Linked DNA regions of Mus musculus: all the other regions are linked to region 1. Evidence: chromatin contacts called from public Hi-C, promoter capture Hi-C and targeted proximity ligation data. All regions are on one chromosome and are shown on one strand. The core of a region is the stretch at or near the end of the contact, and the rest is flanking DNA. Distances in the headings are between cores, read along the strand shown.

What was found. Promoter capture Hi-C pulls out the DNA fragments that hold promoters and counts their contacts. A called contact is a pair of places that touch in the nucleus more often than the background predicts.
Region 2: a Hi-C map of pro-B cells shows a contact between it and region 1, with 10 times the contacts expected there. A contact is called at or near these places in 1 of 484 Hi-C or Micro-C datasets (pro-B cells) and 3 of 130 datasets of targeted methods (embryonic stem cells, large pre-B cells and memory CD8 T cells).
Region 3: a contact with region 1 is called in a targeted proximity ligation map of pancreatic cancer cells. A contact is called at or near these places in 1 of 39 promoter capture datasets (embryonic stem cells), 4 of 130 datasets of targeted methods (bone marrow-derived dendritic cells, large pre-B cells, memory CD8 T cells and 1 more) and 1 of 9 other capture datasets (liver).
Region 4: a contact with region 1 is called in a targeted proximity ligation map of pancreatic cancer cells. A contact is called at or near these places in 1 of 39 promoter capture datasets (embryonic stem cells), 5 of 130 datasets of targeted methods (embryonic midbrain, embryonic stem cells, extraembryonic endoderm stem cells and 2 more) and 1 of 9 other capture datasets (adipose tissue).
Region 5: a targeted proximity ligation map of pancreatic cancer cells shows a contact between it and region 1. A contact is called at or near these places in 3 of 39 promoter capture datasets (the 3T3-L1 cell line, embryonic stem cells and erythroid cells), 3 of 130 datasets of targeted methods (large pre-B cells, memory CD8 T cells and pancreatic cancer cells) and 1 of 9 other capture datasets (pancreatic islet).
Region 6: a contact with region 1 is called in a promoter capture Hi-C map of embryonic stem cells, with 2.9 times the contacts expected there. A contact is called at or near these places in 2 of 39 promoter capture datasets (embryonic stem cells and liver), 1 of 484 Hi-C or Micro-C datasets (embryonic stem cells), 6 of 130 datasets of targeted methods (embryonic stem cells, extraembryonic endoderm stem cells, memory CD8 T cells and 1 more) and 2 of 9 other capture datasets (liver and pancreatic islet).
Region 7: a targeted proximity ligation map of pancreatic cancer cells shows a contact between it and region 1. A contact is called at or near these places in 3 of 130 datasets of targeted methods (memory CD8 T cells, microglia and pancreatic cancer cells).

Annotation. Positions count from the first base shown.
Region 1 is chr19:6,305,073-6,308,103 of GRCm38.p6, forward strand. It overlaps Cdc42bpg (CDC42 binding protein kinase gamma (DMPK-like)), which reads left to right and starts at 1,385. Exons shown (of 37, transcript NM_001033342.1): 1 at 1,385-1,803. The coding sequence starts at 1,644. It overlaps Gm52380 (a long non-coding RNA gene), which reads right to left and starts at 1,474. Exons shown (of 3, transcript XR_003952842.1): 1 at 1,392-1,474; 2 at 563-640.
Region 2 is chr19:7,018,068-7,021,098 of GRCm38.p6, forward strand. Fermt3 (fermitin family member 3) reads right to left here and starts at 1,402. Exons shown (of 15, transcript NM_153795.2): 1 at 1,211-1,402; 2 at 599-772. The coding sequence starts at 758. It overlaps Stip1 (stress-induced phosphoprotein 1), which reads right to left. Exons shown (of 14, transcript NM_016737.2): 14 at 2,629-3,031.
Region 3 is chr19:6,986,088-6,989,118 of GRCm38.p6, forward strand. Vegfb (vascular endothelial growth factor B) reads right to left here and starts at 1,564. Exons shown (of 7, transcript NM_001185164.1): 1 at 1,265-1,564; 2 at 687-729; 3 at 203-399; 4 at 1-7. The coding sequence starts at 1,324. Dnajc4 (DnaJ heat shock protein family (Hsp40) member C4) reads right to left here. Exons shown (of 7, transcript NM_001357001.1): 6 at 2,102-2,188; 7 at 1,824-2,021. The coding sequence ends at 1,910.
Region 4 is chr19:6,968,236-6,971,266 of GRCm38.p6, forward strand. It overlaps Plcb3 (phospholipase C, beta 3), which reads right to left and starts at 1,579. Exons shown (of 31, transcript NM_001290349.1): 1 at 1,312-1,579. The coding sequence starts at 1,410. Gm52400 (a long non-coding RNA gene) reads left to right here and starts at 461. Exons shown (of 3, transcript XR_003952919.1): 1 at 461-609; 2 at 1,759-1,865.
Region 5 is chr19:6,933,057-6,936,087 of GRCm38.p6, forward strand. Kcnk4 (potassium channel, subfamily K, member 4) reads right to left here and starts at 1,459. Exons shown (of 7, transcript NM_008431.3): 1 at 1,292-1,459.
Region 6 is chr19:5,687,292-5,690,322 of GRCm38.p6, forward strand. It overlaps Pcnx3 (pecanex homolog 3), which reads right to left and starts at 1,617. Exons shown (of 35, transcript NM_144868.3): 1 at 706-1,617; 2 at 160-347. The coding sequence starts at 858. Map3k11 (mitogen-activated protein kinase kinase kinase 11) reads left to right here and starts at 1,840. Exons shown (of 12, transcript NM_022012.3): 1 at 1,840-1,975; 2 at 2,186-2,221; 3 at 2,398-3,031. The coding sequence starts at 2,956.
Region 7 is chr19:6,839,204-6,842,234 of GRCm38.p6, forward strand. It overlaps Rps6ka4 (ribosomal protein S6 kinase, polypeptide 4), which reads right to left and starts at 1,424. Exons shown (of 18, transcript NM_019924.2): 1 at 1,290-1,424; 2 at 1,131-1,202; 3 at 257-475; 4 at 49-164. The coding sequence starts at 1,344.

The sequences.
Region 1 (3,031 bases), core at 135-2,634:
CACCCTGTAATCTAAGAACTAGGAAGTTGAAGCAGTACGCCTGGGAATTCTGGGTCATTCTTGACTACATAGTGTGTTCCAGATCAGCCTAGTTTATATGAGAGGATAAAAACAACACCAACAACAAAAACCGTAAATCCAAACTCCAGTCTGCCCTCCCTGACCCTCCCTTGGCAGTGCCATGGCATTGAATTTGAATCCTGAGTCTCTTTCCCAGCCTGATAGATCTGGAAAGAAATATATGCCTGTGTTTTCCCCATTTCAAATTGTGGACCTCATGGAGAAGGGGCTTCTGTAAAGATCAAATGAGAGACCTACAGTGGTTGGTTGGTTTTTTTTTTTTTTTTTTTTTGTTTTGTTTTTTTTTTACAGGGTTTCTCTGTATAGCCCTGGCTGTCCTGGAACTTACTCTGAAGACCAGGCTGGCCTGGATCCCAGAGATCTACCTGTTTTTGCCTCCCAAGTACTGGGATTAAAGGCGTGCACTCCCACACCACCACCCCAACATAACCCCTGTAATGTTTCTAGACCCCGTTAGATGGGATTTGGGTGTCCCACTCACTTTGCCCCTGCAAACATTCAGAATGCTTCCTCCCTCAACGCTGATGACTCGATCCTGTCAAGGTCTTCAGCTTGCAGTCTGGAAGGAGAGGCAAGCCCTCTAAGTAGGCCTTTAAACAAGTTGTTCAAAAGACACCAGAGCACCCTTCTCTTTGGTATCTGGCCTGTCACCATCAAGACCAACACAGATGGCCAGAAATAAAAAACCTCCCTGGACACAGCCAGCACCTCCACCTCCTTTGCCTCCATCAGCACATCTCAAACTTCTTGTGCCCTCCACGTTCCAGTTCAGGGCCTTGTTCCCGCCAAAGCCTTGAAAATCAGTCCCATCTAGGTCCACACGAGAATCTAGTTTCAGAGACCCCCTACCCTCAGCCTTCCAAAGCCGCAGTGTATTCATGCTAAATGAGTGTGCCCATCCTACCTCAACTACATGTCTCTGGGTTAGTTTTAAGGATTTAAAGGAGATCAGAAACTTTTGGGGGTAGATGGGTGTGTTGCCTTAGCGCCGCTTTCAAACCGAGGCCAGAGCGGACTACAACTCCCATCCGGCTTCAGGGCCGCAACCGTCCCTAGCCCCTCTGGCCTGGCTAAGGGACAGGCCGCTGGCCGGGTCCCGCGGGAAGTTGCGCTAGGCTCTGTCTAGGTTAGTGTCTCATGAGGGTCTAGGTGGCGCTGGGACTGGGGTGGCACCGTGATCAGAGGGGCCTTTTGCGACCCCAACGGACCCCCTCCAACCCCGCCCAGGAGTTACTTTTCGTGGCCCGCCCTCCCACTTCCTGGACGAGGGTCGGCCCCGCCCCCGCGCGCCTCCGCCTTCCCACCTTCACCTTCAGCCGCGGCTCCCATTGGCCGGCGCGCACCTGCCCGTCCGTCGGGGGCGGGCTTGGAGGGCGGGGCGGGCGACCAGGTGAAGGAGCGCGGGTGGCGACCGAGGAAGGTGACAGCGGGGAGGGCGGGAGGGAGGGGGGAAGCCGCGCAGAACGAGCCACGGGACCACAGACGGACCGCCGGGCGGACGGACGGACGGGGCATGCGGGCGGCCTGGCTCTAGCCCGGGTTTCGGGGCTCCAGCGGCAGCCATGGAGCAGCGGCTGCGTGCGCTGGAGCAGCTGGTACGGGGCGAAGCTGGTGGCAGCCCAGGGCTCGACGGCCTCCTGGATCTGCTGCTGGGGGTGCACCAAGAGCTCAGCAGCGCCCCCCTGCGCCGGGAGCGTAACGTGGCGCAGTTTCTGAGCTGGGGTGAGTGGTCCGGGCAACACCCGGGAAGGGAAGCTGGAGGGACGACAACACCTGGAGCTTTGTGCCCCCAGACCTTTTCCCGGGAGTGGCATATTCCTGAAACTTCCTCATTGTGCTGTATCTAACGCTTGCCGTTGGTCTCCACAGCCCGCTCGCTCACCTGCACCTTACTTCAAACTCCCAGAGACAGGTACATAAGGTACACTTCCCACATACCCTGCTACAGACCCCAGACATGTTGCCAATACACATCTTTCACAACGGTCACCTCATGCTCTACCTAGAACATACATTTAGGCGGACACCGTTTTGTGTGACATAAACATACAGACTTTCTCTATTTCCTCCGTTCTTCAAGAGGACGGGCACTTTGTTCTAGGACCCCTCTCACCTGTCACACACTCAAAAGTCCTCGTCCTTCACCTTGCAGACAAGTCTCCTTACTTCAATCCCTAGCCGGGACCAAGAACCAACCTCAACCCCTTTGGAGGATTTGGGGTCTTGTTAGAAGTGGTTTTATTTGATTCGTCTGAATCCTTGGGAATGGCTGACTTAGGGTGATCCTAAACCCAATGTGGGCACTGGACACATCTGGCCAGGCTTTGGTGAGGAGGGCATGGGAATTGGGCCTGAAACATGGGGTGTTTACCCTGTAGGCGATCAGAGTTCTTGGTGCTCCTGAGCTATGGGCAGACACAAGGCTAGGCCAAATATGGATGGGGGTCTACCAGCCAGTCCTGCCATTTCTTTCTGGGGTGAGAGCAGTTAGACGGCCCTGCCCCCGTTGCCTGCCTGTTTCTCTGTGACTCTTCTGTGTTTTACAAGTGTCTGATTTGTCATCACTCCCACATGACACCTGTACCTGGGTGTGTGCATGTGGCACATGTGTGTGTGTTTACACATATGTGTGTTTCTCCCTGCCTGCCTCTGGCACCTCTGCTTGGGACCCCAACACAGGGCATGTCTGTTGACTTCTCCCGAGGTAACTCCAAGGCCGGGTGTGACTCACGCCTCTCCTGCCCCAACTTGTCCCTGCTCCTGCCCAGAGCCCCCACCCCTTCTGGCAAGACAAAGGTATTAGGCATCCTGTCCAGGAGGTTGGATCTGGGCACCAAGTTTGGCCAATGTGGCTGGTGGTCACCTCTGATATTTCTGCAGGCTGGCAGCTGCTCCTCCCTGGCTCCATGCATAAACCTGGGAAGAGACAATTAATTTCTGTAGTGAGGTT
Region 2 (3,031 bases), core at 152-2,651, 710 kb after region 1:
CACTCATGGTGAGATGCCTTCTGTCTCTGGCTATCGGGAGCTCATGGTGGGATGTCTTCCGGCTCTGACTATCGGGAGCTCATGGTGGGATGTCTTCCGGCTCTGACTATCGGGGCTTTCCTGCCATCCTCCCAGGAAGTGATAACTCTCATTCTCTGCTGGTAAAGTTGATGAGAAGCCTCATGGGGCCTTCTGGGTGACTGATATCGCCCTAGCCTACTCTGCCGTAACTTCCTGTGGGGGCAGGGCCTCTCACCCACTGTCAGCAGCCTGCCAAGTGGTTTGCTGGGGAGGAAATTTAGGAGAGTAGGTGCCAGGTCCCCAGGAACCTCCTAGCCATCCCTCAGGAACATAATAAGCCTCGGCACAGGCAAGACACACAGGGGACCATGTTGTCTGTCTCTTGGAGACTAGACAGAACCAGTAGGAGCTGGAGGAAGTATGGAGAGGGGAAGTTGAAGAAATACCTTCTTTGGAACCAAATAATTAAAGACTGTTGCCTGAGTCACTGTGACAAGGTTATGAGTAGAGGCGAGAATGGCCTAGAAAAGCCAGGGAGAGCTGTCATGACTGGATACATAGGGTCACGGGGACTCACTGATTTCCTCCACGATCTTCAGAAGTACCCCACCAATGTGCGACTCCCCCGTGACTCGGAGTGTGACAGACTGGGCCTCAGGGTCCTCCTCGCCCACAAACACCCTCAGCTCCCAGGAAGAGTCGATATAGTCCCCGGAGGCTGTCTTCATACCCGCCATGGCTGCGGCTGTTTCTGCTGAGACAAGGTGAGTAGACAGTGGGCTGCCTAGAAATAAGCAGGAGTCCTAGGGTACCCTGGGTAGGTGGGTAGGCTTTGGGGACACTGGTACAGAGAGCTACTGTGATCCAGTCAATATAAAACCCTCTTACTATCCTAAGTGTTTGGGCTGAAGAGACAGTTCCTTAGAGTCCACGTTGTCCTGCCAATTCAGGTTTCACAGGTGGGGACACCAAGGCCCAATACTCATTGTAAAGTACCCTGCTAGGTACCAGAACAGGTCAACTCTCCTACTCACAGTTCTGCCAGGCCCACCTATCTCAGAAACAAGTCCTGGCCCACAGCTCACAGCCAGTACTCTAACCCAAGCCTCTAGGGTGGTGGCAAGTGTGGCTGCTCTGCACAGAATGGCGGAGCAGGGGACAAGTGAGTCCTCCTGGGTCTTTCACTTACCTAGCCTGCAACGGGCTGCAGCTGCAGGTGGCAGTGGGACACCTGTTACCCTGGTCTGGCCTGGTCCTGCTCAGTTGCTTCCTTCAGAGGTCAGCCTGTAGTGGCCTTATCATGAAAGTTGTACTAGTCCCTCCCCAGGGCGGGCTGTTGCTGGGTACAGGAAGCACACTGCCAGCACGCAGAGGGCTCCACGGGGCCCTTGCTTTTGTTACCACAGGAAATGAGGGAAGAACAGTGCTGGGGTGACACCACAAAGTTCTCTTTACCCCACCCCCAGGCATCTACTGGTTGCACCTCCAGCCTGCTTTTTTCTTTTATTATTATTTTTTGTTGTTGTTCAAGACAGGGTTTCTCTGTATAGCCCTGGCTGTCTTGGAACTCACTCTGTAGACAAGGCTGGCCTCGAACTCAGAAATCCACCTGGCCCTGGTGGTGCTGGGTGCGCCACCACTGCCCGGCTCCAGCCTGCTCTTAGTGGGACTGTCTACAGTCAGCAGTGAAGTCCTTCCCACCTTTAAACAGGACTTGTTTCCAAACCTACCAGCCTTAAATCTGTCCAGTGACATGCTAGAGCCTCTCTGCCTCATAAAACCTCAATGTGATTTCCTCCAGGACCCTTTATCCCGTCTCTTTAGAGGGTTCTGGTGGTCCAACAGCCTCATGTCCATGCCAGGCACTGGGATGCAAATTGCTCTAAGGAACTGAGCAGGAACGTAGACTTTTCAGGGCAGCAGCCTACCATTAATGGACGTGGTTTTTTCTTTTTTCAGAAAGGGTTTCTGTGTAGCCTTGGCTGTCCCAGAACTCACTCTGCAGACCAGGCTGGCCTTGAACTCAGAGATCTGCCTGCTCTGCCCCAAGTGCTGGGATTAAGGGTATGTGCCAACCTCTCCTCCCAAGGTAAGGCTTTTTAAGTGTGACTAGGAGAGGCTGCTCTGAGGAGTCCTGGGGTTGGGACAGGAAGCTAGTTTAGGCTAACGTAAGACATAGTACAGCCTGGTGCTGGACTCAGCATCTTGCTAGCCCAGGAAGCAGTCTTTTGGGAGCAAATGAGGAAGTTCAGTGTTGGTCACAGTGTGGGAGGAAGATAGTGGTGTGGAGCTCAGGATTGGAGCAGCAGGAGCTGTTGTCAGTATTAGTCTCAGGCCTGCTTTCTGACCCACCTTGAGTCTAGGTTAGGTTCTAGTGTTGACCTAGCAGGTTCACTCTAAGACTGCACTGCACAGAACATCAACCCAAAGCTGATCAGAATGCAGGTAGGTCATCAGTTGTTGAGCGACACTTCCACCTAGTGGCCACCCTGACAAAGCAAACAGCTCACTCTTCAGCGACCTTTCTTTCAAGGCCATCAAGAAAAGGCTTTGTGTTGGCTTCCAATTCAGCACTACTGTGTCTTAAGAGAAGAAAGTCACTGGAGACCGTAGCAACATATAACCACGCCTGACTGGCTTCTTTATTGAGGAGGGACGTGGGTAAGAACAGGTGAAGACAGCTGGGACCCTAGGTTGGGAAGAACACCCTCCCCTCCCCGTATGCACCCACTGCCCCAAATAAAAAATAACCAACTATGGGGGAGCAGCCGAGACAGTGACGGGGAGGCTAGGACTGGGCAGGGAAGGACACTCGGATTGAGGGCAGCAGTGAAGAGACCATGCGTGTGCTGGGAGGGCCCGAGGTGGCGCTGGATGAGTCTGTCTTCCTTGTAGGCATGTATAAATATAAAGATAAGCCTTTCTTCTCCCCCCCTCTGCCCAGTGCTGCTCGCCACCTTCCCAGCTCGCCTTCCTCATTGGCGAAGGGAAGAGGGGGAAAAGCAAGTTA
Region 3 (3,031 bases), core at 314-2,813, 680 kb after region 1:
TGAGGATCTGTGCTCAGGAGAACGAGGAAGAGACAGTGAGTGGTGGGGGGCAGGGCCAGAAAAAGACAGAGGAAGGGGATACTAGATAGGCTAGAGAAAGAATGACCAGAAATTCCCACCTCCAGCACGCCCCTCCCTGGGTTGGCCCAGCCCATAGGACATCACTGTCCCATCAACACACCTGACCCATAGGCCCTGGTACCTGCATTCGGACTTGGTGTTGCCCAGTGGGCACACATTCCAGGCCATCGTCAGGGCAGCAGCCACCACAGCGCTGCACAGTCACACAGCTGGGCACTAGTTGTTTGACCACATTGCCCATGAGTTCCATGCTCAGAGGCACCACCACCTCCCTGGGCTGGCATGTGGCACGTGCATAAACGTCTATCCATGGCACCACTGTGGGCAGACCCAGATGGATTAAGTTCTTATCAGGTCTCCTGAAGCTCCTCTGAGCATGTAGCCTCTCTGATACCCTATCACCACCACCCCAACCATCTTTTAAACCTGTCTTTCTCTGCCTTGTTTCTCAAGAAATGATTAAGCCCTCTGCCTCAGTTTCTTCCTCTATGGAATGGTATCGCCCAAAGGAGTTGGGATCACGCAAGATAAGGGATATGAAATCAGAGCAAGTGCTAACCCCTCTTAGTACTGGCTGGTGGCAAGTTATTGTTAACTATTATTACCTTTCTTCTGGTGGCTGGGGCCATCAAACTGGGACACAGGGGCCTGTGGGAAAGAAGATACCTGGGCCCAAGATGCACTCTAAAAGGGCTGGCCCTGTGGCTATGTAAGGGCTCCGTCCTTGAGTCAGGCTTCTGCGCCTTTCTGACACCTTTCCAGATTTATTCTGTTCCCAAGACCTTGGTTCTAATTTTTCTTGTATACTCAGACATCTGGTACTTTCCCTGGCCCAAGACCCACCAGGCATACTCTGGGAATGGTACTAAAGCCCAAGCCTTAGCGCTGGGCTTGTTTTAGGTCAGGAGCCAGGATAGTGGGAGACAAACGAGGTTCGGAGGGCACGGAGGCAGCTCCGCCCTACAACCGCCCAGGGGATGGGGTGAGGTGGGGGAGTGGCCCCAGGGGCATGGGCTAGGACTAGCGGGCCTTCGCCAAGGGGCACCTCTTAAGGGATATTCCCGGTTTGAACTGAGGATCCCCTCGACAGAGGTAGCAGGCGCCTCCCCACTTCCGCCAACCTTGAGAGGGCACCGCGGGCGGGCGGGCGAGCTAGCGAGCGGGATGTCGCGGACGCACGTACCTGGGTGCGAGCCAGCTGCAGCAGTGCAACAAGCAGCAGGCGACGGAGCAGGGGGCTCATGGTGCCCGCGGGGGGCGAGCGCCGGGAGCGCCCGCATGGCCCTAGCCCGGCGGCGTGGGGGGCGGCGGCAGCCAGAGCCCCATGGCGCGGGCCCGGGGACCCGGGGCGGGGCGCAGGGGGCGGCTCCTCCGCGGCCCCCTCCCGAGCCCTGGGCGCAGGCAGCGCAACGCAGCGCCGCAGCGACGGCCTGAGGAACAAGACAGGCAGGCGGCCTGTAGTGGCGGCGGTGGTGGCCGGGACGGCGGGCAACGGGGACGGCGGGGGGTGGCAGGGGGCCTGGCCGGGGCTGGCGGGCAAGAGGCTCATGTGACCTAAACACGCGCTCCCCACCGGGCCGCGGGCGGAGGCGGGGCGGGGGCGGAGCCGGTCCCCTCCAAACGCCCCCTCCCGCCGCTGCAGGGGAAAGGGGACACACCGCCCTGGAGGCCGAGCTCCGGGGGTCGCTGCCTCACGAGGGGAGGGGTGAGGAGATGCGTGACCTGAAGGACCGAATCGGACAGGCGTCTGAAAATGAGTTTATTGCACGTGTAGTTCTGGACAGGCAGCAGGGAGAGGACCAATGAAGGTCCCATTTAGTTAAGCCTCTCAGGGGCTTGTGTCCTGGGGCATGATCCTGGAGCTTTCTGGAGGCAGGGAGGGTTCTGCCCGAGGCTGCTGCCTCTGCTGGCGCTCCTGCTGAATCCTGGCTCTGTTGGCCCTGGAAAGAAAAACAGGATCAGGACAGACATCCTGGAGGGTGGTGCTGAAGCAGGAAGCAAAGTCAGAGCAGTGACAGACCTGGCCCTGGCCCGAGTGTCATTGTAGATGGCTGTAATGATCCGGTCCTTTTCATCCATGAAGCTGCGATGCACCTGCTCCAGCTTCCTGTGAAGGAATTGCAGTTAACTCCGAGTCTCCGAACTCTGGTGTCCCTCAAACCCTGGTCCTTGACCAGGTTCTAGCATCTCTCACACAACTTTACATCTCTCTCTATAACAGACACCAAGTGGCCCAAGTCCCAGAACTAGGTGGCACCCTAAGTCACTGGCTGTCCTGTGAAGAAGGTTGGTGAAACAGCTCTGAAATCAGGTTGCCTCTCCCAGAAGACTAGAAAGGGGGCATATTTAGGTAATCTCCATTGCTAGATACTACGGACAATGGGCTCCATCCTTTGGGTTTCTATGCCACAGAAAACTGGTATGACAGCATGCATTCGAGTGTATGGTGAGGTCCTGGCAGCTACCATGGACTGTCACTGTTATACGGCACTTGTCCTTCCTCGCTCTTTCTTTCTTTTCTTTTATTTTTTTTTATGGTTTTTTGAGACAGGTTTTCTCTGTATAGCCTTGGCTGTCCTGGAACTCACTTTGTAGACCAGGCTGGCCTCGAACTCAGAAATCCACCTGCCTTTGCCCCCCAAGTGCTGGGATTAAAGGCGTGCACCACCACTGCCTGGCCCTCTTTCTTTCTATATTGAGACACAGTTTAATGTAGCCTAGGCTAGCCTCAAACTCCATATGTAACCAAAGATGACCCTGAACTTAAAAAATTTGCAAAAAAAAAAAAAAAAAAAATTGCTTGGTGGTGATGGTGCACTGACTTCGAGGCCAGCCTGGTCTACACAGGGAGTTCCAGGTCAGCCAGTTCTACACAAAGAAACCCTGTCTCAGAGAAACAAAACAAAACAAATCAAAACAAAACAAAAAGGAAAAACCGCCCTCATTTACG
Region 4 (3,031 bases), core at 329-2,828, 660 kb after region 1:
TAAACCCATGGGACTCATAATCCTTCAACTCTTAATCAGAGGACACCAGGTCCCAACCCCTCCAGGAGATTCCAAACCTTGCCCTAGGCCTGACCAGCTAGCCACCAATAGTGCTAGAAAGGGGGAAACTTGTGGGTACTGTCCCTGTAGCCCCTGTGGCACCATCTTCAGGGGCCTAACCTCCAAAGGCCACCCAGGGCTCTGGCTCTTCAGTTCCAAACTTTGTTCAGCACCCCCACCCCAACCCAGGCCCTCTCCTTGTTTCCACTTCCTTATTTGGGTTTATCACACTGCAAGGAAAAGGAGAAACTTTTCCCTTTAGTCTGGCCTGGGGGAAGGGGTATCCTGGGGCCCCGGGGGTACCCACCCTTGCCCAGCACACCTGCAGCTAAGGCCACGCCCCCAGCCCCTCCCCTTAGTTCTCACTCCTGCCCCACCCTGCCGGAAAGAAACCCAGCGTCTTCCAGGCCTATGGCCCGACTGGGAAGGAACAGTAAGGAAACTCAGGCCGCCTGAGTTGAGGCCCTAGGGAGCAAGGAGCCCAGGGGGTAGGAGAGGGAACAGTACAGAAACGTGGGTGAGACGTGATATCTAGATAAGAAGCCGCAGGTGAGTATCAGGGAAGTACCTGAGAGAAAGCAATAAAAAGTGGGGACCAGGATTTATTGAGGTTCAAAGTCACTAAGTTAAGGAGTGGGGAGCAAAGTTCCCAGAGTTGGAGGAACCTGGAAAGGAACAAAGTCTCCGGTAAGGGGTGGCTCGGTGCTCCCATCTGAACAGAAAGCTCGCTGGAATCCAGAAGCAGGACGAAAGGGTATCAACCAGGGCAGGCTGGAAAGGGATGACTATAATGGCTCAGGCAAGCGAGGCACTGAGAAGAGTAGGATCCCAGTGGCACCCCACCCAAGGCAAGGATGTCCTATGCCCCCATGGGGGTCCTGTGCCAGGAACAGGGGTCTGGGGACCAGACCAAAAACTAAGAACCAGCATGGAGACTTTGATATTCATCGTTGGCAAGGGTGGAAAAGAGTGAGAAGAAGGACAGGATTTACAGGGGTTCAAAGTCTCCATGCCAAGAAGAGCCCAATTGACCACAGCTACTGTCTTGCGGGGGAGAAGAGCGGGGACAACGACAAAGTCTTCAATTACCAGGACAACAGGGGACTCAAGTTTCCGGAGTGCAACAAGGCTGGAATAGGGGGTGAGGTGGTCAGGCAACACTGAAGTGGGGGTCCCTGGCATTCATCTAGTCGAATGTGACTGAAGGAATCCTTCGATCTAGGCAGAGCAGAGGACAGCCCACTCACTTACCTCGTCCCATTTGATGAACTTACTCCCGCGCCGCAGGGTCTCCACCACGGTGGGCGGCTCCAGCTGCAGCGCGTGGACGCCGGGCCTCGCGCCCGCCATGGCTAAGCCAGGGGCGGCTCGGGGACCTACGGAGCCCCGACGGGAACCGACGGTGCCACTGCTCTCTCCACACGCTCCCGCGCGGCCCGCTCTGGCCCCGCGGCGTCAGCGCCCGCCCGCCAGCCAGTCTGTCCCGGACGGACCGGAGACTCGGCGCCCGGCCCCGCCCCCGCAGAGCCCCGCCCCGTCGGGCGGTGCCGCCCCCTCCCACCGCTATGGTGCCGCCCGACCCACGGCGGCGCCCCCTCGCGGTTGGGGCGGCGACTGCAGCCAAAGGGATGATGGATGGAATGGGGGGGGTCTTTGTTGGCCGGCTGACTCAGTAGGACTCTCTTTTTTTTGTCTTAGATAAAGTGCTATTGAGGGTGCACCTGGAAAGACGGGTGTTGGAGCCGCTCAAGACATGCCAAGGTCAGCCGGTTGAGGACTCAGGTGGAAAAGGCGAAGATAATAAGGTTAGGGGACACAGACCCTTGTCCTCAACCCGACTCCTACCGCACTTAATGAGCTCAGGAAACGTCGTCACCCCATCTCTCTCCATCCCACTCCACCCGCGTGCCCTCACTTTGCCTCTCCCCCTCCTGCTGCAGCACAGTCCCCCCTCCCAGGGAGCACTTAGCTGGCTAATGGGCCTCCCGCCGGCAGGCGCCCCTCCCCCGTCCCTAGCTCTGGAGGCCTGGAGCTGCCACCTCCTTTGAGGACCCAGGCATCCTGGTTTTCCAGAGAAAACCTTGCCGCAGTTCTTGTGCTGCTGACCCTGTGACGGGAGCCAGTCTCAGTGAACCTCTTAGTTGAACATAGTGAAAGATGGTTGTTTGCCCAGAGGTGGCAGAAGCCTCGTGGGTGTCCCCAAAGGAGGGGTTGTGCAGCTCCTGGCCCACAGCAGGTGCCCTGAAATCTGTGTTCCAGTGATCTGAGGAACCGAAGGGGCAGACCCATGGGCACCGGCCGGGGTGGGGGCTGTAGCCCCCCCCGCAGGGCTTGGCTGGGGGGGCTCCTGCCTGGGGGCCCCTGTGGGAGCCCCCCCAATACAGAGGAGGCAGCAGCAGCAGGTTTAAAGTAGAACTCATCCAGAGGGGCCAGCCAAGTCACCTAGAAACCCAGAAAGAGTTGGAGCTAGCTCTGGGGGAGGAGGGTCGGCTAAGGAGGAGCTTCCCTACCGGCGCCTTTGCCCCAGGCGCTCAGGCCTCCAGAGGAGCCCTGCCTGGCACTGGCTGTCCTCCAAATCGCCATCATGGCGGCAAACTTAATGAATCTAGTTGTCTTTGGCTGTGGCCTTGTGCAGTGGTGTGATTGTTATCTCCACTTGAGGCCCAGAGAGGGGAAGGGACTTGCCCAAGGTCACACAGCTTCCTGAGAGGATTTAACCCCTCTTTCTGCTTCCTGCCTCTGCTCCCTGGTCTGTAGGAGAAAAGGGGGGGGGGTGCAGGCCTGTCATCTCCCTCCTCTTCTTCTTCCTTCTCCTCCTCCTCCTCCTTCTCCTCCTCCACAAGGACTATAAGAAAATACCCCTTCAGAGCTCCAACTACCACCCACCTCCTCCAGAGATCAGAACCATTAAGAGTGGAGATTGGCCTCTACCCACAGGCTTGCTTTCAAATCCAGGACTCCCTTATCCAGG
Region 5 (3,031 bases), core at 209-2,708, 630 kb after region 1:
AGCCCCTAGCTTTATTATCCATAGATGTAACCCCCACACAGCCTCTGGTTCCAGGTACTAACACCTAGGCCCCCACCTCCAGCCTCCCTCTTACCTCCGGAGCCTAGCCATCAGGAGAGTGGGATAAAGAAGAAAACACTAAGCCAGGCAGGGTGAGTGAGAAAATGGGGGACTTGTGAGGCATTAGGGTGCCTGCCTTGGAGAAGACCAAAGGAAGACTAGGGAGTTCCAGGGGAAATAGGAAGAGGCTGGAGCCTGCAGAACTGGAGACAGGAATAGCAGGTCCATACTTGGCTCTCTCAGTGCGGCTGTGGCAGCCTCCTCAGATGCATCTGTCCCCTCCTGCCTTCCAGCCTAGCAGGGATCAACCGGGCGGGGATCTTCCAGGGTCCCCACCCGCCCGCTGGGCTTTCGAGGAACCCCAAGGCGGATCTGGCTGCAGGGTATAGGCAAGGCCCAGAGCCAGGGAAAGGAAAAGTGGGCACAAAGTTCCCAGAAGAAGCAAGGCACAGGGTGGGAAGGGCAGCACGGATACAGCAGCCCACGGGACAGCTGTCACTTAGGGGGCAGCGGGAGATGGCAGGCACACACACACATACATATACACAGTCTGCTACATGTGCCACAAAGATCTTTGAGCCACATTCCATTCTGCAGCTCTAGCCGCGCGCTGCCCAGGCTGCAGGCATAGCACTGCACCACGCTCCGGCAGACCCTGGCACAACTAACCACCATGGGCGTGCCCGCAGGGCCGAGCTACCCTAGAGGTCCACGCGCACGAATGCGCGCGCTCGCGTACACACACACACAGATACACACACGGAACCCGTGTGACACCGCACGCCAGCCGCTTGCTCCCACCACCTCCCCCGCGTCCTTACGCCGACGCCTCCGAGCGTGACCGGCGACGGGACGCACGGTCACACCACTCGAGGAAGGCATCCACGCGCGGGAAGTGTCCCGCCCTGCCGGTTTCTCCCAGCTCCCAGGGCCTGAGATCCAGCCCACATTCCCGCGCCTGCTCCGCACTTACTGTCTGCCCACTCTGTGGCTGCGGCTTTGGCTGCGGCCAGGTCTCCCGCGCCGCCTCGAGGGTGTGCGGGCTGAGCCAAGGAGGTGCCGGCGGCAGCCCAGAGACCGAGCCGCCGGCGGCCGTCTGACTAGGACCCCCCTCCTCCCGCCCTCAAAAGCCCCCTCCTTGGGAGCTTAACCCTACCAGAGCTGCGTCTCCCTACGTGCCGCACCCTCGCCACCGGCTCTCGCCACCAACCGCCTTGAACCCAGCCCTTACCTGCACCTGCAGCCTCTGGGCTCCCCAATGCTGTCTTGTCCAGGCCAGTGAGTGGCAGAAGACTCAGAGAAGGGTCGACGTGAAGTCCAACCTTCCAGGCTGGGATTGGGGCCCCAACGCTGCCCTAACCTGGACATCAGCTGGCCCGGGGCTCAGGACAGCCGCCACACTCATCTCCTGGAATCTTCTAGGTCTATTACTGGACTGGGAAGAGCCTTCGTTTCTCCGCCCATGAGGATAGTCTGGGCCTTGGGCTCAGCACTTGTGAGGGAGAGGCCCCCAGGGAGAAGAGGGTATGTGGGGGTGGAAGACGGGGAGCTCTCTTTGAGGCCACCTGGATTTAACCAGCTGAATGGGTTGGGTCCTAGTTCTAGGAAGTCACTGATAGAGCACCTCTTGCTCAGGCTGCATTCCCATCTCTGATCCTCCAGGCCCTGGGGTCACCCCCCCCCCCCAACCATCTGCTGCCTGACAATTCCAGCAGAAAGAGTGCTAGCATTTTCTGAACAGCTAAAGCCGGGTCCTCTTCTGTCTTTATCCTTCTTTCTTCTTCTTTATATCCTTTTTTTTTTTTTTTTTTTTTTGGTTTCTCGAGACATTTCTTTACTGATTTCCACAAAATCTCTCCTGTAGCGTTCAGAGATCCCATGCTATTGTGGTCAGTACTTTTGTTGTTGGGATGTTTTGCTTTGTTTTGAGACAGGGTTTCTCTGTGTACTCCTGGCTGTCTTGTAGACTAGGATGGTCTCAAATTCAGAGATCCACCTGCTTTGCCTCCAGAGTGCTGGGATTAAAGGTGTGCCCTACCATTACTGGGTTTTGTGGTAATTGTCAGTATGTTTAAGTGACCACCCAGATGATAGGGGGTCAGGGTGAGTTACCAAACTCCCTAGTTCCCACTTACAGTAAAAGGGTGATTACTTAACTCTGGGTGCTGATTTTGAGTATTTAGGAAGTCAGTATTTGGGGGCTGGAGAGATGGCTCCGTCTTTAAGAGCACTGGCTCTTCTTCCAGAAGACCAGAGTTCAGTTCCCAGCACCCACTACTGTCTGGGACACCCTCACACAGACATACATGTAGGCAAACCACCAATGCCTGTGCACACATACAAAGTCAGTGGTTTTTACTTTGGTTCTTTCTCTTTTTTTCGTTGTTATTTGTTTGTTTTTGGAGCCTTAGCTGTCCTGAAACTTGCTCTCTAGTTCAGGCTGACCTCAAATTCACAGAGACCCACCTTTCTCTGCCCCTCAAATGCTGAATTAAGGGCATGAACCACCACTGCCCAGCTGAGGTCAGCGTTTATAAATGCTTAAAGCCTAGCACACAGAATTAAGTGCCCTAAAAATGTTAGCAATTCTGCTTCCATCCGAAAGTGATTGTCCAGCTTACTGCTGAAGTCTGAGCCTCTGCTGTTCTCTCTGGAGACCTTGTAGACCTGGCTCCAGGAGAGTCCCAAAGAAAGAATTTCAAGGCAGACTTACTGCTAGGCTGAGATCTCAAAGGAGCTAGAATCACCAGGTTTATAGACAGGAGTCACAGGCTCTAATAATCAATCCTGAGCCACAGGGCAGATCTGCAAGGATGTCCGGAACTCAGGGCAGTGACTAAACCTTTGGGAGCAGTAGGATTTGTGTACCAAGAGCTGACTCAGCATGCAAGTAGCCAGGGGATCAGGGTTAACCCATACCCAGGTAAGGAGATGGAGGCTGTGCCACACAAGCACACCCTTTATAGATCTT
Region 6 (3,031 bases), core at 367-2,866, 620 kb before region 1:
ACACCCCTTCCTCCTCAAGACTCCCTTCGACTGCTTTAACCCTGACTACAGCAAGTACTTAGAGCCATTGTCCCCTCAGCCTTCTCTATCCTCCAAGACACAGCCACAATCCCAAGCACAGAGAAAGGACAATCCCTGACACAGCCCACAGCCACTCACCTTGGGAGACTGCTCTCCCCCTGGGCAGCCTCTTCTTCCTGCTCCCCCATGGTAGAGTTGCGTTTCTCCACAATCTCGCCCTGGTCGAACATGGCATGCAGGCGATAGTTCACAGTCTTGATGGTAGCAAAGATGACAGCTACCACCAGGCAGTACACTCCAGCCACCATCAGGCTGGGGGGCAGGACCTGGAGATGACAGTTAAGTTGGATCCTTTCTCACAAAACCCTTGCTCCCTTGAGGGTGTACCTGCCACCACTGTAAAGAACTAGGATTCATCGGTTTACAAAACTTCATCACCCCTTCATGCAACAGTACAAAGAGCCCTGTTAGGGGTAGCCCTCTGTTTAACCGGGTAGATTAAATGAGGCGCTCAAGGTCACTCCATGCAGAAAAGACTTGGTCTTTCCTCTATATAAAACCAAAGTAAACTCTACAGTGAACTCTACAGTGACTCGCTTCACTCCACGCCCCAGGACTCAAGATGCCCATCCCTCCAGACTACACTCCCTCTCGCCATAGTTACAGGTGGTGGCAGCCTCTCACCATGTACAGCAAGAAGGGAAAGATGAGCAAGAAGATCCAGACATAGAGATGGAAGCAGTTGGAGAAGGTGCTCTGATGCGGATCGAAGAACCATCCCCCAGTGAGCGAGGCCCACACCCCCTGGCGCAGGATCTGCAACACCTGAGACCCCATGGCCCAGCCGCTGCTGCGCACGCCCTCCTCCCGGGACCCTCATGGGGGCGGCCCCCGGCCCATGCCCCGCTGGCGCCCGAGGGTCCCGGGGTCCGACTTAGATTTCACGCCATGGCCTCCCCCAGACGGGGGAGGGGATTGGTAGGGTGAGGGCACAGGCAGGGGGCGGGGCCGGCCCAGGCAGTCAGCGGATCAGGCCGGGATACTGGGGTGGGACTGCATCAGAGGCGGGGCCTGGGCCCCCTCCGGTGGCCCAGAACTGTTGTAAAGCGCCGAGCCTGAAAGCAGGCGCAGGGCAAGGGCTGGGCACCCGTCGGCGGCATCCAGAGGTGGGCGTGGAATAGGTGCTCTCGGAGTGCCAGTGATAGGTCCCTTGGCTCCGGACCGGAGAAATCCTTGGGACCCTGAGGTCCACTTCCGGGGTCGCAGGTCACTCGCTTGGGGCTCTGCGTTCGCCCCGCTTCTACCGGTGCCGGCGCAAAGGGGAGGCCGGAAGAAGGAGCCGCGAGCTGCCAGCCTGCACTGGCGCATGCGCCCGTTAGAACCTGTTGGGACCCGGAAAAGGAAAACCTGGCGGCAGAAGTGCGCAAGCGCGGAGAAGTAGCGAAGTGACGGGATGCAGAGGTATCTTAGGCGCGCGCGCAGTCAAATTCTAGAGCCACCAAAATATGGGACGGCCGGGTGAGTCGCCATTGGGTAACGACTTGATGACTGGCGCAAAGCTTTTCCAATGCGTTACAGGAGGCGGGGAAAAGCTGGAGAATGGGACTCCTCACGGCTACTTCCAGTTTGCGTTACCGGGTCACACCCCCGACTTGGGCCGCCTCTCCTTAGTGCGAGACCGTAAATCATGGTTGTCGCTTGGCTTACGCCTCTACTTCCGGGTCAGAGCTTAGCCGAAGCAGAGAGTGATCCTGATCAGGCCTGAGTAGTCGAACAGGATGACATAGGCTTTCTTAAAGTAACAGACACAGGACAAGTGATGAACTAACGAAGAGGTTGTTGAAGGCCCTTCAACTCTGAATCTAATCCCGGGCAAAGTTCTGAACGACAGTTTCAGGTTTTTGCCTCTCGGGTGAAAGGAAGATAATTTTAAATGGTTCCAAGAGCTTCAAGTGTAAGCCGATTTTGAAGTCCCAAACTTCTCTGTTCACATCCCCCTCTAGCACTGAAAAGCAGGGTATCTTGTTATTTCATATATGGAAAGAACGAATCTTAAAGAGCTCTGCAACTTCGTAGCCAAGACCAGATTTTGGTTTTGAGGCAATCACAAGGGTGATTTGGCTGATGAGAATTCAGACACAAGGATTCTTCTCTGTCTTTGCAGAGATCCACTTCGACCGTGAGCAGAGGAGCACCTAACGTAAGGCTTAGAGTTGTGCCGGTGTGTTTGGGGGCGGGGGAGGCGGGAGGAACTACCTGGCCCGCCTTCTACCTCTCTTGGCCAACCTCCCCGGGAACTCCCGTGCACAGCTGCCGGGAGCCTCCGGGAGGGGAGCGGTGCAACCCGCCCACGTCATCTGATGCTGTTTCCTGCAGGAGGGAGAAGAGCGGAAAAAAGTGAAACTCCACCCTCCACCTCTGCCTCCCGCCCCCGGGGCCAAAGTACAAAGGGAGGAGGAAGAAGGGACCGGGGTCGGAGCTGTCGGGGCCCAAGGCACTAGCCCAAGAAGAGGTAGCTTCGGCTCAACTGGGGACTTTCTCTTACCTCTTGTGCCTGGAGACAACAACCAGAGTCCGGGCGCTGACCCTGGCAGGCCCCACCTTACGGTAGGCGGGCGCTGAAGCCAGGTTCCCAGGACTACTTCGGAACTGAGGGACTCTGCTGCTCCAATTCAGCCATGGTGAGGCGCCGGAGGCCAGTGGGCCCCACCCCTCCAGCCTGACCACACTGCCCTTGGTGCCCTCCTCCAAAAGCCCGAGATGCGGGGGGCCGGGAGGCGACACTCCTGGCTCCCCAGAGAGGCGTGGGTCTGGGGCTGAGGGCCAGGGCCCGGATGCCCAGGTTCCGGCTCTAGGGCCTCACAAGCCAGCGGGGGTGGATACCACGGGCACCCGAAGAAGGTCCCCCACACATTCCAACGCCGGCTCCCTGCCATGGAGCCCTTGAAGAACCTCTTCCTCAAGAGCCCGCTGGGGTCATGGAACGGCAGTGGCAGTGGGGGCGGCGGGG
Region 7 (3,031 bases), core at 174-2,673, 530 kb after region 1:
TTCAGGGCAGTCCCAGGAGAGCAGCCAAAAGGCAGGGCCGTCTCTTACCTTGTGCAGGTGTTCCAGGGCCAGCACAATCTCGCCCCCATACACTCGAACCTCAGCCTCCTTGAAGTACTGGCGCTGGTAGAGGTGAGTGAACATCTCACCACCGCTCACGTAGTCTGGGAGTGAGGAGACGTTGAAATGTTTCCCTACAAGGTAGCCTAATCTAACTCCCGTCCCTCTCCAAAGCTGAGATGTGACAGGCCCTCACCCAGGATGAGGTGCAGCTTGGCATCCGTCTGGAAGGCGTAGTGCAGTGTGACCAGGAAGGGTGCTTGGCGAACCAGCTCCAGCACCGAGCGTTCGGTGCGGGTATGCTCCTGTGTCTTCGCGCGCTGCACCAACGCCGCCTTGCGTAGCACCTTCATGGCATAGAGCTTGCCCGCGTCGTGCCCACCCGTCTTCCGCACCAGGAACACCTTCCCATAGGCTGTGGGAGCAGCAAGCAAGCGGTTGGAAGGTGGGCTGTAAGTGCGAGGGCGGTGCAGACTGGTGGGAAGGGGGGTGCAAAAGGCTGACAGAGCCTTCTAAGGAGAAGGTGAGCCCTCCCTGGAGGGTGCTCGGTTAAGCCTGAAAAGCAATTTGCAGTGCAAACTAGCCTGGGGAGCTTGCAACTCCAGAAGGCCTGCGGGGCGGGGAAGGGGCGGGGCACGTGCAAACCTGGGATGATCAAGAGAGCTGAGAAAAGATGAAAACGCTGGCACCGGAGGCAGAGGCGCGCTCCCAGTCAGCGGAGGGATGTGCAAACCCGGACTGGGGAATTTGCAAAATACAAGAGTGGGGCTCGCAAGGGAAGATGGGGAGAGAAGCTGTGCAAAGCTCTTGGGAGGGAGTCAAAACCCCAAAGAGGCTAGGAAATCGCGGCAGGGGGCACGCACGCATAGGACTTTGCAGAGAAGAGTCCTGTCAACGTGGACGCCCGGCAAGTAGGCTCGGAACCCTGGTACGGTAGGGCGGGGCGGGCAAGGGGAGCTATGCCGGGAAAGGGTGGGGGGACCTCCCCAGCAACCAGGCCCAGGCCCAGGTCCAGGCGAGTGGGCGGGCAGAAGGCCCAAAGCACCATGCCAGTGAAAGCGGTTTCTCACCTCCCGTGCCCAGCACCTTGAGCAGCGCGAAGTTCTCCACGCTCACCTTCTCCTCATGCCCGGTGAGGTTGGCTGCGGACACAGGGGGGCGAGTGAGCCCAGAGGGTCGCTGACTCTTGCCACCCGTCCGGGAGAGCCGCCTCGGGATCCGGCACCCACCTTCGGTGATCTGCAGCTCCACGGCGCAGCCCTCGTCCTCATCCTCGTCTCCCATGGCGGGCGGGTCGCTGGGGCCCGCGCGGCTGGGGCTACGGGCGGCGCCGGTTACATGGCGGCTCCGGCCGGGGCGGGTGCTTCCTGGTGCCGCCTCTGGGGCCGAGCGGGCGCCGGCACCGCCTCCCGGCTCCCAGCCCGCCCCGTGCGGCCTGAGTCAGGCGGCTGGAACGTGACGGAGCGGGGCTGCGGGTGGGAAGCATCAGACGGTGGCAGGGTCTCCTGGCCCCGGGACCAGTGAGAGCCGTGCAGGGCCTTTGGGTGACATGTGGCTGCAGCTGGAGTAAGCCTCCTAGCCAGGTGTCTGTCCAGCAGGATATGGAGGACACTAGAGGTCTGTGTCCCAGGATTTGAGGAGGGCTGCCCACCCAGGCTGATGGAGCCCTCCCTCCCACGTGGCAGCCTTGCCTCTTCTGCTCCTCTTAGCCAACAGACACAAATCACAGCCCACTTCCTTCTTTAGGACCACTCGTTACACTCGTTAAGCTCAGCAAATACACTGGAGATCTTTATATTCCCTGGACACAGGAGCCCTAGGCTCTTGATGCTGGGCCGGCAATGGGCATCCTGAGAGTACACTTCAGAAACAGGAAGCCACTTTACATGGGTAAAGTTGCTTTTGCCCCAAAGGAGACCAACTGAGTTGGATGCCTAGTTCCCTCCCACATGGTAAAAAGAAAGAACCGACTTCCACAAGCTGCCCTTAGATCTAAGTGCCTGCACCTACATACAATGCAAACATATGGCATAATATAAAATAAATGTAATTTCAAAAAGAATTAAAGAGGGAGCCTGCAGGGCTGATTGCACAAGGACCCCACTCCACCTTTCCCAGGGAGCCCCACCCTCCCTGGGGCAGCCTCGGGTGCCCTGACTCACATCCTGCCACCCAGCCTAATTGTCCCTGTATTCGTTTGCTTCTTTGTTGCTGTGATAAAACGTTCTGACTTAAAGCAGCTTGGGGAAGGGGCAGTTATTTGGTTTGCAGGCTACAGTCCATAACTGAGGGAAGTCAAGGCAGAAACTCAAGGCTGGAACCTGGAGATCAGAACTGAAGCAGAGACCATGGAGGAGCACTGCTTATGATGAGGAGCACTGCTTATGAGGAGCACTGCTTACTGACTTTCATCCCTTGACTTTTTCAGCTAGCTTTATTACATAACCCAAGCCCATCTAGCTAGGGATGTATCACCCACAGTGACTTAGGCCTTCCTATAATCAATTTGCAATCAAGAAAATGCCTCCACAAATATGCCCATGGGCTAATCTGCTGGAAGCAGTCTCTCAGCTGTGAGGTTCCCTCTACCTAGGTGTCTAGTTTGACAAAAGAACTATGACATTTCACCCCGTCAGCTCGTCTGTGTTAAAGCATAGCCTTTCCTTTCTTATTTGTCCTTAAGGTCTCATGCTAGCATCCCAATATTTTAAGAAGGTAGCATACACCTTTAATCCCAGCACTCAGAAGGCAGAGGTAAGTGGACCTCTGAGTTCGAGGCCAGCCTGGTCTACAGAGTGAGTTCCAGGAGAACCAGGGCTACACAGAGAAACCCTGTCTCAAAAAAAAAACAAAACAAAACAAAAACAAAAAGCAAACAAACAAAAAAACCAATAACTGGATAGTCTTTATTATCTTTTTAAATAAAATCTAGTCTCTTAAATGTGGGCTACTGTAAAGTCTAAAATACTGA